6 separate regions of the Mus musculus genome follow, and all the other regions are linked to region 1. A link is a contact called in public HiChIP or PLAC-seq and promoter capture Hi-C data. All regions are on one chromosome and are shown on one strand. Each heading gives the region's core, a stretch centred on a gene start, on an enhancer-like site or on the middle of the called end of the contact. The rest is flanking DNA. Distances are from core to core; before and after follow the strand shown. Region 1 holds the start of Actn1 (actinin, alpha 1). Region 2 overlaps Rad51b (RAD51 paralog B). Region 3 holds the start of Susd6 (sushi domain containing 6). Region 4 overlaps Rad51b (RAD51 paralog B). Region 5 overlaps Rad51b (RAD51 paralog B). Region 6 overlaps Rad51b (RAD51 paralog B).

Region 1 (2,700 bases), core at 69-2,568:
CCCCAAGCAAGAGAGGTTTCTGACCTCTTCCTGCCTATAGCCATTACGCTCCGGACCCATCGCCAATTTCTCAGCTCAGACGGGGCAGCATATCCCGAACCTTGCTGATGGCGACTAGGATACAGGGCCGTGGATCCTCGGAGAACAACCCCAAATATCTCCTGAGACTGTCTCTCCACCAGGAGCCCAACTAGAGCCAAGCTACTCAAACTCGCGTTTCGCCAGCAAAAGAACCGGGCAGAACACAGATGTGAGGGTTTGCAGCCACCAGTTCACTGAGTTAGCAATAAAACCGTTCACCGTCCTGACCCCGCCCCCACAAGGCCCTGAGGAGCCCGCGAACGACCCCCGATTCTCAGCTCCAGCCGCACTCCGGAACGTCCACTTCCAGGTAGATCCCGAGGAGGTCGCCAAACCCTCCGACACCGGCTCTGCCCACTGTCTGCAGACCCAGCTCGGGGCGCAGTAGTCGGGGCAGCTTGCCCCTATGGTACAGAGCCCCAGGGGCGGCCCAGGAAGCGTGCTGCCACCGCACGCCATATGGAGGCGCCAGGAAAAAGAAGGAAGGAGAAAATCGATCCCGAGTAAGCAGCCATGGAGCCTAAGTCTCAGCCCCAGCCTCTGGAGCATCGCCCCCGCGCCTTGCCCACGGGGAGACAGTTTCGGCTGCACCGGGGTGGCCCGGACCACCCGCTCTGAGGCGATTTGCCCTCCGGCGGCGCCACCTCCCCGCGCCGCGGCGAACTGTTCGCGGGCTCCAGGGCAGGGGTGCTCCGCTCTCCCGCCCGGTGCCTGTAACTCAATACCCCACCTCGCAGTGGCCGCGATGTCCCCGCCTCCGCTCTTGCGCGCCGGGAATTGGTTTCCAACCCGGAGCCCAGGAGTGCAGCGGCCAGAGCGGATCAGGGCTCAGGGCTGTAGCGGGTGGGGGTGGCTGCTAACCTTCCTCTGCTGCTTCTCCCAGGCCGGATCCAGGAGCAGGTCCCGATCCCAGTCCTCTTCAGGCTGCATGTAGTCGTTGGTCTGCTGGGAATCATAATGGTCCATGATGGTGCGTGCGTGCTAGGAGCTGGATTTCTTCCTCCACCTTCTCTCCAGGCGACGGCGGCTGCTGCCCGGGTGTGGGGAGGGTGTCGGCAGGGCTGGGCTGGGCTGGGCTGGGCCGGGCTGGGCTGGGCTGGGCTGGCGGGGCCGGGCTCGCTCCCCTGCGCCCGCTTCCGCCGCGGCTCTGTTCGCAGAGGCTGCTGCTGCCGGCGGCGGCTGGAGCTCGCGGACTGCCTTCCTGGGGCGCGCGCTCGGACCTAATCTCCACGCACACTGCTCTCAGTGAACACTCGCGCTGCGGGAGCAGAGGCGGGCGGGGGCGGGGAGAAGGGGCAGAGCCCTCCCGAGGTTCTCCATTGGCCAGGCCGAGTTGCCCAAACTTCCCCCCAGCGCCTCTCATTGGGAATTCCTGGCATCCGTCAGGCGGGTCTCTGTGCATATAGGTGGACTGGGCGGCCCCCTCCGGGCGCGCACGCCACCGCCCACTCCCTGGGTTCCCACTCCCCCGCAGCTCATGTGACACCACCTTAAGCTGAACCGGAGTGGAGCCTGGGGACGCCTCCCAGAGCTCGGGGACCAAATGGCACTGTGCTCCGGAGCCCGAGGAGTCGCTGAGGATTGGTCCCGTTCCCTGCCGGCGGGAAGGCCCAGAACTCCGGCGCACCGGTGTTCCTGCGGTCCCACGCAAGCTACAAACCCCAGCAGGGCGCGGGGAAACCCAAGGCATATTTCGTTTTCTCTTTCTCGGGGAAACTAGGTTGGGACAAGTCGGCACCCTGGAAAGGGGTTGGGAGGGCCCACAGTAGAAAGGAATTTCCTGATTCCACCACTGCTCCCGCCCCGCCCCTCGGGACCAGGCTGATCCCTGTCCTTCTAGAGCCAGATTTGTGGCTAGCTGGCATTTCTCAGCCCACTGAGTTTCCCGCCTCGCCAAGGATCCTTGGGTACTTCTCTAGGGTTCCGTGCACTGGCCCGCTGCGGACTTCTTGTGTGGCAGCTTGGCTGTCCGGCTTCCCAGGTTCCTTGGCAGGTATTCCCCGGTGGACTAACACAGCTGAAGCTACCTTCTGGAGACTAGTTTCCTCCTTCCCCACTTTTACAGCTTCCCTACCTACACTTTGCTGAAACTAGGAAGAGCCCTAAAATGGTCTACCTGTATCATAAACCTAGCAGATGCATACACCTAATAGATGGAGAAACTGAGACTCAAAGAGCAGAGCTAGACAAGAGACTTAACCAGCATGGACTCTACAGGCCCATTTTGTGTGTAACCTTGTGCCTGACAAAACCTTATTATCCTTGGAGGAGGAAGAAACAGCGCAAGACTAACTAAACTGCTTGGTGCTAGCGGTACTCCCTGGGCTCAGTAAAGGAGGGTGGAAATGTGTTGGTCCAGCACTGTTGCATTCTGGGAAGAAGCCGCCCGGATTCCTAGTGGTCTTTTGAGGGACTCTGAGTATGAAAATCAGTAACAAGGAAACCTGCAGTTGGTTTTGCATTCTGGTGTGGACAACAGATACATCCCTCTTGTACCAGTAGGGCTTAATTTATACAGGCATCCCTTAATACTCGGGACTCATTTCAGAACCACTGCAGATACCAGAATCTGCAAGAGCTTATGCCTCACATGTATAGAACAGCACAAAATTGATTGAT
Region 2 (2,700 bases), core at 185-2,684, 720 kb before region 1:
TTGATGTGATTGGAGGGCCAGTAGGAAGGTTTCTAGTCCCCATACCCACCCATAGATTTCATAGTTTGTTTTGTGGTGAAACTTCCAAGTCTCTGTGTCAGCATGTCATTGTCATCTCTTTGTTAGAGAACTTCCTAATTTTCAGTGGCTCAGAAACAACTGATTGCCAAAGTTTGGGGAGTTGGGGAGAGCAAAGGACTGGTATGTGAGGATGTGTTCTCTCCCACAAATATAAGGTTCACTTTGGCTGTCGTTCTGTTCCGTTCAGATTCGGTCCCTTTCTGAGCCCAAACTTCTGCTCTATCTGCTGTCTTTGAGTTTACAACTTCTTTATATCCATTTTTCCAGAAGCCAAATAGTTAAGATTATGTGGGACAACACAACCACACTTGTGAGGTGTACATAGGACTTGAACCTAAGGAGATGAGAAAGTCTTTCTGCAAAAGGAATTATACAAAGATAGAAAGCTGGTGAGAAAAAGAAGGATAACAAGATAAAGAGGAAATTACAAGTAGCCAGGTTCCCTTAGAGTGAAGCAAACCAGAGTCAGTGTTGAAGGAAAAGGAAAGCTAGAAACAGGACCTGGAACTTCAAAGACAAAACAAGCCTTGAGTTCCCCACCCCCAGAGGTGTTAAAGTGCCAAGGCACACATACTCCTCCACTAAAAGTTGCTTGACAGACTCTAAGTGCCTGGGTCACCAATGGGCCTTAAAGGGTGAGGAGATCTGAGGTGCTATGACTTTGACATTGTGCAGTGTTTTGCAGTTGAAGTCTTGAAAGAAAGGAGATGTCATGTGTATATAATGCAAGCTTACAGATTCTAAGACTAGTCTCTGAAGCTTGGTTTGCCTGTTAATTTGTACACACCCTCAAATGAGCTGGTTTCCTAAGAATGTGAGAGCTCTCAAGTGCGGGCTGTGATTTTAGTCACTAGATGTTATTTAGAGCACAAATGTCATCACTAACATGGGCCAGCCATTGTGGTACAGAAGCAGAGACCCTTGACCACTTTCTACCTGCAACTTTCTTACATTTAATAGAAACTCTTCTCTATTGGGATTTTATTCCATCTAATAGGGAACAAAATAGGAGGCAGAACTTTTGTTTACTACCCAGCATGCCGCTCAGCGGTGCAGAAGCTGGCTGTGCTTTCAATGACGATATGAATAATGATTTAGAAGTTTGTTTTTTGGGGTTTTTGTTTTTGTTTTTGTTCTTTTGTTTTGTTTTGTTTTGTTTTGTTTTTTGTGGCTCCCACCCCTTGCAAACACTCCCAGGGCTAAGCACTTTTCTCCTTTCTCAGACGGGGAGGAACAGTATTTGAATTGATCTCAGATACAAATTTCTCTCCTTCAGACTGTTTGCCCGAGCCTTAGAAATGTGGCCTGATTACATAAGCACTCTGGAATGTAGATTAAACAGCATTCAATTTGAAAATCTAATCACCTCATCTAAATATCATTAAGTTATAATGGGCTGATTGATAGAGACCAAAGCCGTCTTAGCCTGGTGTGCATGCCTTTCACTCAGCCAGCCTTTTCAAACCAAGATGTTGATAAAGGGGTCTATAAATCTTAGTAGTTGGAGACAGTTTAAAAGCATAGTTCACTGGGTAAGGTCACACCCACTTAAGTGACCTATTTTGTATACTTTTCAAAAATAGGTTAATTAACTTAATAGAAATAATAGGTCTCTGGTATTGATGTGCAATTACTACAAAAACAGGGTTGTTGGTTTTTTTTTTTTTTTTTCTTTCTTTCTTTCTTTCTTTTTCCTTTCCGAGCAAACACGATGTTCATGAAATTGAGGGCATAATCGCTATGACAGAAACCAGGTTTAGCAAGGCGAGCTGTGTTCAGCAAATACATTTCAGACTTGCCCTTTAAAATCTACCTTTATTCCAGGTCCTAGGACATGGGCTCCTGTCTCCTGGAGCATTCTGTTCCTGGCACTCTCCTATTACAGCTTTTAGGAGGGATTACTTTAGCTGTTGCTGCTTTCCTAATCGCTGTACTGCAGTTTATTTAGCTCTTGGCCCTGGAGCCTCAGCAGGCATAGAGTGCAACAAATGCTGGCCTCTTTTCTTTTTAAATCAAGGGCATTTTCTTTATGGTTCCAACACATGGTTCATGTGCTAGTGTAGTTTCAGGGAAGGATACAGTGGAAAGGGCGAAGGATGCCCGGGCGAGAGTCTTATTGGGACAGGCTGCAGCTTCCTAATGCATCCGGCTTTATTTTGATGCTATTTTTGTTTTTATTGTTATTATTTGGAACTCAAGCCATTCTCCCAAAATATTTTATACTTTGCTTAGGTAGGGCTGTTATAACCTTTCTTTTCTTTCCCTTTTTAAATTTATTTTATGTTTATGAGTATGCTGTGGCTGTCTCCAGACACACCAGAAGAGGGCATCAGATCCCATTACAGAAGGTTGTGAGCCACCATATAGTTGCTAGGAATTGAACTCAGGACCTCTGGAAGAGCAGCTAGTGCTCTTAACCGCTGAGCCATCTCTCTAGCCCCACAAGCTTTGTTTTCTATTACTGGCTACTAAAATTGTGTCATTTGAATATGTTTTGTGTCTTATGTAAAGGGGTGTTTATTATATTATTCTGTAGAACCTTTAAGTACATTTAAATTAGAATTTCATGTTTAGAAATGCTAACTCCCAGCCATTGACAGTTGCAAAACCCCGTAGTCT
Region 3 (2,787 bases), core at 275-2,774, 530 kb after region 1:
AGAAGAAGAAGAAGAAGAAGAAGAAAAAGAAGAAGAAGAAGAAAGAAGAGGAGGAAGAGGAAGAAGAAGAAGAGGAGGAGGAGGAGGAGAACTGAGAAGAAGAAGAAGAAGAAGAAGAAGAAGAAAGAAGAGGAGGAAGAGGAAGAAGAAGAAGAGGAGGAGGAGGAGGAGAACTGAGAAGAAGAAGAAGAAGAAGAAGAAGAAGAAGAAGAAAGAAGAGGAGGAAGAGGAAGAAGAAGAGGAGGAGGAGGAGAACTGAGAAGAAGAAGAAGAAAGAAGAGGAAGAGGAAGAAGAAGAAGAGGAGGAGGAGGAGAACGAAGAAGAAGAAGAAGAAGAAGAAGAAGAAGAAGAAGAAGAAGAAAAAGAAGAAGAAGAAGAAACAAAAAACTCCAGTAGATCCTAGGTAGGGCACTTGCACAGATAAAAGAAAAGGCTGGGCATGGTGGGGCACACCTTTAATCCCAGCACTTGGGAGGCAGAGGCAGTCGGATCTCTGAGTTCGAGGTCAGCCTGGTCTACAGAGTGAGTTCCAGGACAACCAAGGCTACACAGAGAAACCCTGTCTCGAAATAAATAAATAAATAAATAAATAAATAAATAAATAGAAATAAAAAGAAAGAAAGAAAAAAAAAAGAAAAGGCTAACAGGCCTTCTTAATTTATGAGTCACTGATTTTCAAGGAGTGCTTCAACATTTATTGAGCACCTCTAAGACAGGCCAAGTACCTAGTACCAAGTACCTAGGCACAAAGAGATAGTTCCTACTGTCATATGGCCACCCCTCTGTAGTGAGAGTCACTGTTAAATGGATGCAGCTGACCAGTGCTCAATTTGCTCACCTAAGACGCGCTTGAAAGCAATTCAAGGAGGCTCAGAAGCAGAGCAAAAAGCTAGGGGCCAAGCCTGCAGCTCTAGGTTCCCCAGGCCTCGCTGGAATGTCAGTTTCCTCCATTTAAGATCTGCCAGGTGTTTTTGAGTGCGCAGAAATAGCACTCAGGGACACCCATTAAAAAGATTCCTGAAGCCCACCCCAGCGTTATAGAATCAGAATGGCCTGATCTACATTTCCACCCCCACCTAACCCCCTCGGGACACTTTTGAGATAGTTAAGTTACACACCCTAACCTAGAGTACAGCTTAATAGGGAGATAATAACCTGCTTTGAAGATAGGTCAGGCAAGCGATTCAAGACCTAAATGGGCGACGTGTGTAGAAGAGGCTCTTAAACAACAGTATACTTCCTTGCAAATGACAGTAATTAAAACATCCAAATAATAACCAAACAATAACAGTAAAAGAACCGGAGGGCCCTCTAGGAAGGTGGCTTAACTAGAGTATTACAGCCAGAGCAGTTCGAGTGACTGTCTCTTTAAGGTTCCCTCCCCCCGCCGCCAGGGGCGTGTCAGACAAGGTCAGAGGCGCGTGCGCGTGACTCCTCGGGGCGGTCGCAGCGGCGCGACGCCTGCGCTTGTTGCGTGCGTGCCTGACCCCGCCCAGGCCTCGTCCCTGCCCTGCCCCCTCTGCGGGGCCTCCCCCGCCCGCGTCGTACAGCTGGGCCAGTGACGCTGGCGCAGCCGTCGCCACCGCCGCCGCGTTCCATCCTCAGGAGCCGGCCACCGCTCGCGTCCTCGTCCTCGTCCTCCTCCTTCGTCAGCGCCCGGCCGCGTGAGCCAGACCAGGGCACGCGAGGCGTCGCGGGGGACCCGACAGGGAGTGCAGGCAGGCGGGCGCGCTCAGCGGCGGAGCGGGTTCGGCGACGCGGGAGCTGCTAGCGCCCCCTTTCCCGGAGGTCTCGGCGCCGCTCCCGGGTGAGTTGTCACCGCCGCCCGGGCTGGAGGGGCCGGCTTTGTGTCAGCGGCGCGCGGGGCCGGTTGTCAGGGCACTGGCGGGCAAGCACTTCCTCAGGGACGCGGGCCTTCTGCGCGGCCGCCTGCTACCGCGCCGGCCGGTGTCAGCACTGCGAGCCGCGCGGGAGTAGCCGGGTCGGGCCGCTCCGAGGGCGGCGGCGTGGTTGTGCCGGTGCCCGAGAGCGGAGAGCAGATCGGGCTCGGTGGAGCGCGCTGCAAGGCGGAGGCCCTCCAGTCCAGCGAAGCCGCGGTTCCGCACGGCGGGACCGGCTTGGCCGAGGTGGGTTTCCTGAGGAAACCTTGCAGCCGCTCGCCTGTGCGCGGGAGCGTTCTGGAGCCCCAGCGCCTGGTCGCCTCTTCAGTCGCAAAAACTTTTCTTATTATGTGGGCTGAAACTTGCCGAACCCATTTCCTGTTTTGTTTCGGTTTTACTGTAACTACATATAGACTTTCTTACTTGTGAGACTGATGGTCCCTCCCGGGACAGCCACCATGGTGGAAAAACTTACCTGTAACGGAATTGGGAGGGCAGCAAGGCCGGGGATCCCAAAGAGGCATTAAGTTCATTGGGAACTTTACATTAGTTCAGCAGAGGCCCAATGTTGTTGCCACACACTTCTTTGGTGACAAGGTAGTGTGCTGCCCTTTGTTGCTCTTGTTGGTTGGGGTTCGAAGAGAGGTGCGGGGACATTATCCTTTTCAGTTAAGCCATGGGTATTTAGTCCTTTCTAGATCTGCAAGATCCGCAGTGACTTTCCACTTTTCACTGGTCAATCGGTTTTTGGTGTTAGAATCCCTTTGGTTAATAATAATAATAATAAAATCACACATACACACACACACACACACACACACACACACACACACACACTTTTGTGCTCTGGGAATTCTACACCCAGGCTGTCACCATCTAGTGGAGACTAGTAGAGACATGCCCTTG
Region 4 (2,700 bases), core at 151-2,650, 870 kb before region 1:
CTTTTTCCATTAGAGCCATCGCATAGTCTGTTTAGGCTTGGTTTTAGGATTACTTATAATTTGAGTCTGTGATTCAGGTTATTATTTGAACATTTTTGGTTTCCTTGTGGCTAAATTACTGATGTTTATACAAAACTAAAACCCAACAAAACAAAACAAAAACCAGTCTCTCCCTGTTATTTGTGCATATGTGTGTTTAAGGAAAAAAAAAATCCTTACTCTATTGCAGAAATACTTGAATTAGAGAAATTCAAGGGCTAGAAAAGATTCCACCTTTTGACTATTGCCTTTGGTCCTTTGCTAGTGATTTTGGGGGAGTGGGGTGAGGGATCATGCCCTTGGGAAAGCAAGACATACAGGATATGTAAATACACATTTACTGTCTAGATCACCCCAGTACCTCCTGTCTGCAGCCCAGCCTTCCATAGAGCATCCTGGTGATAGCCACCCTATGATGGCTCTGGGTTGTCTTCTCGTGAGTCCTGTGTGCTCTGCACAGGCACCACTCCTGCTCTATAGAAAGGAGGTAAAGAAATGAGGGGGAGCAGCAGGCTTGGGGGGTGTCAGGAGGAGCCTGGTGCGGCTCTTTGAAGAGTCTGCTTAGCCTTCTCTAGCTGCCCCCCTCCCCAGCCCCATTCCTTTTCCCGACACTTCACTATTTGGATAAGGAATTTAAAATAAAAATTAGCTCATTTGCTTACATATTTCAGACCAGTTCTTTAATAATCTCCCATGTCCTGAAGAATCTTACAGTTTTTACTTGATTTCCATCTTTCTTGATCACTCTGCTGTATTTTATACAAAGTTAACATTCCGTTCTCCACGAAAGGGGAAGGATTTACTGAATGCGATGCTTGCCACACGAACCTTTCTCTAATCAGGCTTACTTGAAAGTGTGTATTTCACTGAGTGGCATTTGCAAATTGTTTTCCTCCCTACCCCACCAGAGCTGACAATATAAAAATGCTTCCATATGCCGAAAGCTGGCCGATTTATCTTGCTAGCAGGGTGTGTGTTCAGGGTGGGGTGCAGAGGGGGCAGTGTACTTTACTCCCTGGTTATGATATAAACATGAAACTGCGAAGTGCGGAGGTTTTGCAAGGAAAGCCCTGAGTTCACTGGGAACAGCTCTAGAGCCCCGAGGCTTCACTGCTGTTAGAGATAAGTGTTAAGAGTTGTTTTTACCCCACAAGAGTAAAATTTAAAAGTGCAATTATGATTTGCATATAGCTTGAAAATATTTAATTGAGTACAGTTAGAACAGAGCATTCAATTCTAATTTTGAACAGGCCTGAACATTTTAAGTAAATAAATAATTTTGCTTGACTACCTCAAGGCATTTCAGAGCTGCCACTGGAGGCTCCGTGATCTTCCCAGAGTTAACTGTTCCCCTCTCCACCTGCTCTGCCTGGTGTCACCAGCAGAGTCTAAACGCCACGCCCTTCTTTACACTGATTCTATTTACCTTGTCCCCTCACCATTTCTCCACAAGCCTGATTTATAGTTTCCTCCAGAGCGGTGGTTCTCAACCTGTGGGCATACTTGTCATTGGTAAATGTGACGGTCACATAATTTCTGCAAGTAAACAAATGGGCTGAGCTAGGTGCCTCTATGGTGTGTGTGTGTGTGTGTGTGTGTGTGTGTGTGTGTGTGTGTGTGTAGATTTATGTGCATGTGTGCATGTGAAAGCCAGAGGTCAACCTTGGGTATTGTTCTCCATCATTGTCTACCTTGTTCTCTGAGACCGAGTCTCTCACTGAGACCTAGAGCTTGCCTAGGTTAACCCAGATGGCCAGCAAGCCCCAGGTCTACCTGACCCTGCATTCCTAGTACTGAGAGTCCAAGCTTGAACCACACCATGCTTTCTTCCCCAAGTAGGGTTCGCTCCAGCCAGAGCTAGGTGTTTATTAAAAAGATTTCATTTGTTCTTGGAAGTCATAGCAACCCCTTATGAGTAAGTTAATAATAACTTGCCCATCTCTCTGAATTTATTTCATAAATCCAGAACACATTATGGATTATTCATAAACATTGTTGGTTTATTTACTGGAATTCTTTCAAAGTCACTCTTTACCTGAGGCATTAGTAAATTATCCTCCTCTTCCTCCTTGTTTGTTTGTTTGCTAGGCTGGTTTTTTTTTTTTTTTTTTACATCTTATTTTTGATTGATGTTTAAGTTAGCATGCAAAGCAGTGGGTATCATTACGGCCTTTTCAGACATGTGTGTTCTCATACATTTTTCTTGTTCGCCCCCTCCCAACACTCCTCGCTTTTACATTCAAACCCTTTCCAAATCTGGTACCAAGCTTTCTTCTTCCTTTTTCTTCTCTTTGAATGTGGTCTTCACATTTTGTCCTTGTTGGCCTAGATCTCACTAGCTCAAGAGATCGTCTTGCCTAAGCTTCCTGAGCAGCTGGAACTGCAGATGTGTATCCTGGCTCTTCTATAAGGTCTTATTTTAGCTTATAGGTTGATTAAGGTAGAATCAACCTATAATTAATTTCAATTTCTTTCTATAGAAAAAAATTGAAAAAGTATAAGTATAGTACAATCAAGTCTTATAAGCCATTCACACATTTTTATCTATTGTTCACAGTTTGTTGCTGTTTCTCTTAGTTTTTGAAATGCACACATATACATACATGCACATATGTTAGCAATGTACCTTTTTTTCTGAACCACTTGGTATATTGCAGAGGT
Region 5 (2,750 bases), core at 7-2,506, 610 kb before region 1:
TTGACAACGTTCACATTTTCCCAGATAGCCATTGTCCTACATTCAGTCCCTCACAATGGAAATAGCAGACTGGCATCCCAAAGCCTTATCGGTTCTTTATTGTAGAGCTGATAGTTGATATTCTCTGAGCTGAAGAGGGACATGATCTCTCTCTATTTCTCTCTCTCTCTCTCTCTCTCTCTCTCTTTTCATCATGGAATGATTTATAATTTTCCAGAGCTTGGCAAAACTAAACCAGTGAATAGTAAAACCAGATTTGTTTTCGTGATACTCAAATTCCAGAATATTTAGTCTGACTTTCCCTCACAACAAATGCTGGATATCTCTTTCCAAAGATGGAAGCGGGTAGGAAGACAGTGGGAGGAATGGGGGCCCATGCCTGGGAGCACAGCCCTTTGGACCTGATGGTGAGCCTACCCTGTTTTTAATCCATTTCTCTACACACACACACACACACACACACACACACACACACACACGGGGTGGGGGGAGGGAGGGAGGGGGAGAGAGAGAGAGAGAGAGAGAGAGAGAGAGAGAGAGAGAGAGAGAGAGAACTCTTTCCTTTGCTTGCTCTCTTTTTTCTGTTTGCCTCGCCCAGGGGCTCTCTGGGAGCAGGAGGGTTGGCCAGACACTGTCATGGTCGGGAAGCAAGAGTAGAGCATGCTGAAAAATCACTCCAGGACATTTCTCAAGCCTTGGCGATGAAAGGGCTCAATGAACCTGAACAATTTCTCACAGGAAAGTTCCGGCCTCTGTCTCCTTAAGAGCAAGGCATTCTACAAGCTTTAACAGATCTGGGATCAAAATTCAGACTGTCTGACTCACCCAAGGCTTTGTTTGGATAAAAAGACCAAGTCACTGTCATCTCTGCAATTAGGATGCTTTAAGGTACAAAAAGTAATATTTTAAAAAATGTTCCTGGAGCAGATAGACTATTCTCAGTACAAAAAGAATGATTATGCCTTTGGAGCCCAGGAAAGGCAGTGACTCATCACTGTGCTTATACCTGGCTGGCAGTGAGTAGAGTTGATACTGGAATTCTGGTCAAGCTGTCTCTCCCACTGGCCCTGTTCTTCAGTGGGCTGCCTATTTACAATCACAGCGCCTAGCCCTCCTGGCTAGTTAAGGCGATTTTGAAACTTCACTGATTCTGTGGAGCAGGCTATGCTCATTTTCTGCCAGAGGGTGGGCACAGGAGACAGTGGTGTTCTGGGCAAAGAACTCCTTGAGATGCCTGACGTCATGTGATGGTTTCTCTTTCCTGTCTACCCTTTGAACTCTGTTGCAAATAGTTCCATGAAGAGTTTAGTTTCAGAAATGACCAGTCCAATGTATCAGAAAACTTGACACAATTTATGTAGACTCTTTTTCATGCTTGTCTTTCCAGAAACTGTAGCTGTTTGCCCATGTAGCTCAGAGTTATTTATTAGTATGACTGGTGGCTTGTTATCCAGTGACTTGGGACAGTTTTATAGTACATGTCTGGACATGAGATCCCATAGTTCATGACTAATAGATTGAATTCTCTAAGCCAGCACTTCAAGGCATAAAGAAGTCACCTGCTAAATAGACCTGGGCTCAGAGACCCTCTCTCCTCTTCCTACTGTTACTTTAGGAAGGAAGAGAATCAAGAAAACCTGCATGCTCCTCCTGTTATCTGGGCTATTGAACTCAAGCAGGTGACTGCTTCACTCAGTGGAAAATAGATGATAAAATCTGTCTCTAACATGCCCACACACAGAATGAATGATAGCATTTCTCATATTCATGATGTCTTTTTTTTTTTAGTCTAACTTGTTTGAACACACCATGTGGAAACCTACTATTTTATAAGCTTTGTGTTGGGGGGGGAGAGAGAGAGAGAGAGACAGAGAGAGAGAGAGAGAGAGAGAGAGAGAGAGAGAGAGAGAGAGAGAGAGAGATTGAAGTTCATGTTACAGAGGATTATGCTCATCCCAGAAGACAAACAAAAATCCCAGTGCAAGATATGGGATTCCCTCACCTCAAGTTGTTGATCAGAGGTATCCTAGAGACTCCAAACAACACAAGTTATTGTCATTGTTCCTAGTTGCCTACTAGAACTTGATGGTAAGACCCTGTTGGTTAAGGCATTGTTCATAAGATGTGGAAAAATCAAGTTAGTACTGACCAGGAAGCTTACTTTGCTGGGTAGCTTTCATAGTACTGTAAGGGGCTATGCAGGCCACTGAGGTAAAAAAAAGTCATCAACCGAGTTACCTAGATATGACCCTGGGAATCCTGGGAACTGCAAACAGTCACCCTCATGGTCAGATATGCCCATGATTGCGGGATGAATGTTATAGGATGACCCAAATTTCTGATTGGATTTAAAGCCCGGTCCACAGAAGGAAACACATACCAGGTAAATTTGGCTAAGAACCCATGATGGGGTGCTCACAGGCCCCATGGTTGAGCTTACTCCTATTCATTCACTAAATGGACACTAACTGCACTCTAAACTCACATCTCCCTCCCTGTAGGTTAGTGCCACCCTGAGACTCCTTAGAAAAAGTTTCCCTAAACACTGGATGGTGGTGGTTAATACAGAAACTCACAGCTGGTCAAAGTGTGGAGAGTAAGTGTCAGGGGTGCTCACCCACAAATGAGGTGTCTGTCTATATCACACTCCCTCCTCAGGGTTTACAGATCACTGAAGGAGGGGACACAGAAGGTTTGTAAGAATCAGAGGTCAGGGAAGACGAAAATGAAGTAGTGTCTTCTGAACATTC
Region 6 (2,700 bases), core at 5-2,504, 820 kb before region 1:
CACATGTATTTGATTTTGGCATACAAAAAAAAAAAAAATCCATGGTTTTCTTTTTAAACTTTTGTCCTGGTTAGATTAAAACAGATAAGTCAGTAAATAATGATAACCTACCTCTCTTCTTTCTTTCCCTAACCTATGTCTGTCTTTCTTCCTTTCTTTCTTCCTTTCTTTCTTCCTTCCTTTCTTTCTTTCTTTCTTTCTTTCTTTCTTTCTTTCTTTCTTTCTTTCTTTCTCTTTTTCTTATCAGTTATTATAACTTAATTAGGGCATATTGATCACTAGTGGGGACACTGTTGCAATTTATGTGTTCAGTTGTCATCTATTGCAGTGGGTGCGGCTTGGTGAAGTTGAAAGGCGAGGGTGGATCAATGAGTCAAATTTTAAAACGCTGAATGGGTTGTTAGGCTGTGAAGCAGCCCTAAAGCTTGGGCTCCCGCTCGCTGTTGGGAAGCTCAGCGACATTTTAAGCACAGCTTTTGTCCTGAGCTTCACCTCTGCCACAGCGCCTTTTCCATAGGCGGGCTTGATTAATTCATTTCTGCTTTTGCTTCAGTTAATTCTCCAGTGTTCTGTATCTTTAATATACAATCCAGTATTGAATACTACTTTATGCCAAAGACCATTACCTTTGTAGGAAGCTAAAACTAAAGAAGACTGGGGAAGTCAGGAACGTTACATGTAGTTTTTCATATTGACTTGTGCATTCTGAAGCGGTCTGCTCACCTGCCTTTTAAATTACAGTCAAGAAGTAGAGCCTTCTCATGAGTAAATATTTGAAAATACATCAGTAATGTATTTATTGCTCCTCTACAGTAAATACTAATGACATGGGGACAGGCCTTGTGTTACATGGACTTGGAGAAACAAGAGGAAGACAGACAAACTGTCAGGGTGACAATATATTTTATTCATAACACTTAGAAAAATGATGAGTTTCAGAAATATATAAATGGGTTCTTTCTTTCTTGAAGTCCGGAAGCGGGCTTTCCTGTTTTCTTTCCTTGGTGATGCCCCAGGGGGTGCCTCAACTAGCCCTAAAGGTGCCCTGTGGGAATTTCAGCTCACACATCTCAGCATGAGGAAAGATTCTGGGGAAACGCTGGTTTATCATGTTGCTCTTTAGAGCATTGCTCCAAAAAACGTTTAAAACCATCTGTACACTTTCTGTGGTTTTCAGTATAAAAATGGTACTATTGATACTTGTCAGTGAATCAGACCTGGATACATTCTGTGGTTTTCAGTTTTAAAATGAGCCTAAGTATTGCAACTTCCCAGTGAGCAGGGTGACATGACACCAAGGCACTGCTTAAGCACAGCATTTATACTAAGTGCATTGCAACTTTTTGACGAAAAGGATTCAAGGATTAATAGTGTTATCGTATCTCTTTCATTTCCTTTTTCCTATTTCTTTTTGTCTCTGTTTCTCTGTGTCTCTTTCTGTCCATCTGTCTGTCTCTTTGTCTCTCTCTGCCTCTGTCTCTGTCTCTGTCTCTCTCTCTCTGTATGTGTGTGTGTAAGTAAATTTTTCTACTTACCCACAGTATTAAAAGACATTTCACATCTCATACTCAGCACAGGAGATTATTAAAACATCTAGCTACATAAATGAAGGCTGTATTTAGAAGTAAACCTAAAGTCTACTTGTGTCTGTGTGTGCAGTATACATGATCATTCTCTAAGACACTAAAGAGTAGCAATTGGGCAACTTTTGCAGAAGTAGAAGGACCAAGTATTAGAGAAGGAAAATAAGATTCCCCGGAAGAGCTATAGTCTCGTCCTTGAGGGAGCCACGGCTTCAAAGAGAGAAAGTTCTGTCAGTCTATACTTGCCAGGGCAGGAAATGCCCCCACTGGCTCCTCTTATGTGTAAAGTCTTGAAAAAAAATCAGTTATGCAAATAGTGATTATTAAAGAAAGTCATTTGCATGGTGGGAAACTTGAAAAGAATAAGGAAAAACAAAGAACAACTACCTGTTCCCAAGGTGAGTGCTGACTCCCATGGCACTTCATTCCCTCTGTTCTCTCTATTTTTGCTACTTGAATATGCACATGTAAATATGTAACTACAATTTACGAGGTCAATAAGTGCTCTTTTCTTTCTAATTTGTGTTATTGATCAAATTTTCAGACTTAGGGGCTCTGTGCATATATAGAAAAATAGGAATTTTTACTATGTTTAAAAGGTGATTATGATAAACACATACTCAGGAAAGGGGCTCCTGGGACCTAGGAAAGCATGAAGAAGTTTAGGCTCACAACAGCAGAGTGTGGGGTGGTGGCACGGACAGAGGTGAGCCTGTGTTGCCCACATCCTGGAACCCAAAGTGGTGGCTTTTTTGTCCTCTACACTGTGCTGTGAGGCTGTCAGGATACAGCTCTGGTTAGAGTTTAGCTGTTAGTTGCCCTAGCACTGCTCTACAGAGCACCAGAAGGACTGTGGTCTGACTTGGTGCGGCTTCCCTAGGAACAGGCTGATGGTTGATTTGGAGCCCACTGGAAGCCAACATTTCAAACCAACAAACACCTCACTCAAACCCTGATATGGCACTAGGGTGGCTATGCTCATGTGAAGATGGCACAGCTGCTACTGCTCATCCACGGGGACATAGGACACATACTCAACTCCCATTGGCCTGATCCACATAGGTCTTGGAGTCTATTGATACCACCTCTGACTCCACTGGTTAAACCTCTACCCGAA

The links. Promoter capture Hi-C pulls out the DNA fragments that hold promoters and counts their contacts. HiChIP or PLAC-seq counts read pairs in DNA pulled down with a chosen protein or histone mark.
Region 2: an H3K4me3 HiChIP or PLAC-seq map of embryonic forebrain shows a contact between it and region 1, with 4 times the contacts expected there. The contact joins the enhancer-like site here to the promoter of Actn1 in region 1. A contact is called at or near these places in 6 of 39 promoter capture datasets (cranial neural crest, hematopoietic stem and progenitor cells, liver and 2 more), 2 of 115 datasets of contacts at active chromatin or transcription factors (embryonic forebrain and pancreatic cancer cells) and 3 of 9 other capture datasets (adipose tissue, macrophages and pancreatic islet).
Region 3: a contact with region 1 is called in an H3K27ac HiChIP or PLAC-seq map of extraembryonic endoderm stem cells, with 2.4 times the contacts expected there. The contact joins the promoter of Susd6 here to the promoter of Actn1 in region 1. A contact is called at or near these places in 3 of 39 promoter capture datasets (hippocampal neurons, liver and neural stem cells) and 2 of 115 datasets of contacts at active chromatin or transcription factors (extraembryonic endoderm stem cells and pancreatic cancer cells).
Region 4: a contact with region 1 is called in a promoter capture Hi-C map of second pharyngeal arch cranial neural crest. The contact joins the enhancer-like site here to the promoter of Actn1 in region 1. A contact is called at or near these places in 3 of 39 promoter capture datasets (cranial neural crest, hematopoietic stem and progenitor cells and second pharyngeal arch cranial neural crest), 1 of 115 datasets of contacts at active chromatin or transcription factors (bone marrow-derived macrophages) and 2 of 9 other capture datasets (liver and pancreatic islet).
Region 5: a promoter capture Hi-C map of liver shows a contact between it and region 1, with 2.2 times the contacts expected there. The contact joins the enhancer-like site here to the promoter of Actn1 in region 1. A contact is called at or near these places in 2 of 39 promoter capture datasets (hematopoietic stem and progenitor cells and liver), 1 of 484 Hi-C or Micro-C datasets (CD4 T cells), 2 of 115 datasets of contacts at active chromatin or transcription factors (memory CD8 T cells and thymic regulatory T cells) and 2 of 9 other capture datasets (adipose tissue and liver).
Region 6: a contact with region 1 is called in a promoter capture Hi-C map of pre-B cells, with 4 times the contacts expected there. The contact joins the enhancer-like site here to the promoter of Actn1 in region 1. A contact is called at or near these places in 4 of 39 promoter capture datasets (cranial neural crest, hippocampal neurons, pre-B cells and 1 more), 3 of 115 datasets of contacts at active chromatin or transcription factors (bone marrow-derived macrophages, memory CD8 T cells and pancreatic cancer cells) and 1 of 9 other capture datasets (adipose tissue).

Annotation. Positions count from the first base shown.
Region 1 is chr12:80,259,045-80,261,744 of GRCm38.p6, forward strand. It overlaps Actn1 (actinin, alpha 1), which reads right to left and starts at 1,319. Exons shown (of 21, transcript NM_134156.3): 1 at 943-1,319. The coding sequence starts at 1,047.
Region 2 is chr12:79,534,262-79,536,961 of GRCm38.p6, forward strand. The region is part of intron 7 of Rad51b (RAD51 paralog B); the gene reads left to right. Among named protein-coding and RNA genes, the nearest start is that of Rad51b, 240 kb to the left of the region's middle. Within about 2 kb of position 1,435, at least 39 of the 459 cell types and tissues checked have an H3K27ac peak or open chromatin away from gene starts, as enhancers often do. A contact at or near this core is called in embryonic forebrain, where this site is marked.
Region 3 is chr12:80,789,008-80,791,794 of GRCm38.p6, forward strand. Susd6 (sushi domain containing 6) reads left to right here and starts at 1,525. Exons shown (of 6, transcript NM_178682.4): 1 at 1,525-1,808.
Region 4 is chr12:79,383,996-79,386,695 of GRCm38.p6, forward strand. The region is part of intron 7 of Rad51b (RAD51 paralog B); the gene reads left to right. Among named protein-coding and RNA genes, the nearest start is that of Rad51b, 88 kb to the left of the region's middle. Within about 2 kb of position 1,401, at least 35 of the 459 cell types and tissues checked have an H3K27ac peak or open chromatin away from gene starts, as enhancers often do. A contact at or near this core is called in second pharyngeal arch cranial neural crest, where this site is marked.
Region 5 is chr12:79,648,290-79,651,039 of GRCm38.p6, forward strand. The region is part of intron 7 of Rad51b (RAD51 paralog B); the gene reads left to right. Among named protein-coding and RNA genes, the nearest start is that of Gm36048, 150 kb to the right of the region's middle. Within about 2 kb of position 1,257, at least 43 of the 459 cell types and tissues checked have an H3K27ac peak or open chromatin away from gene starts, as enhancers often do. A contact at or near this core is called in liver, where this site is marked.
Region 6 is chr12:79,435,902-79,438,601 of GRCm38.p6, forward strand. All of the region lies in intron 7 of Rad51b (RAD51 paralog B), which reads left to right. Among named protein-coding and RNA genes, the nearest start is that of Rad51b, 140 kb to the left of the region's middle. Within about 2 kb of position 1,255, at least 55 of the 459 cell types and tissues checked have an H3K27ac peak or open chromatin away from gene starts, as enhancers often do. A contact at or near this core is called in hippocampal neurons, memory CD8 T cells and pre-B cells, where this site is marked.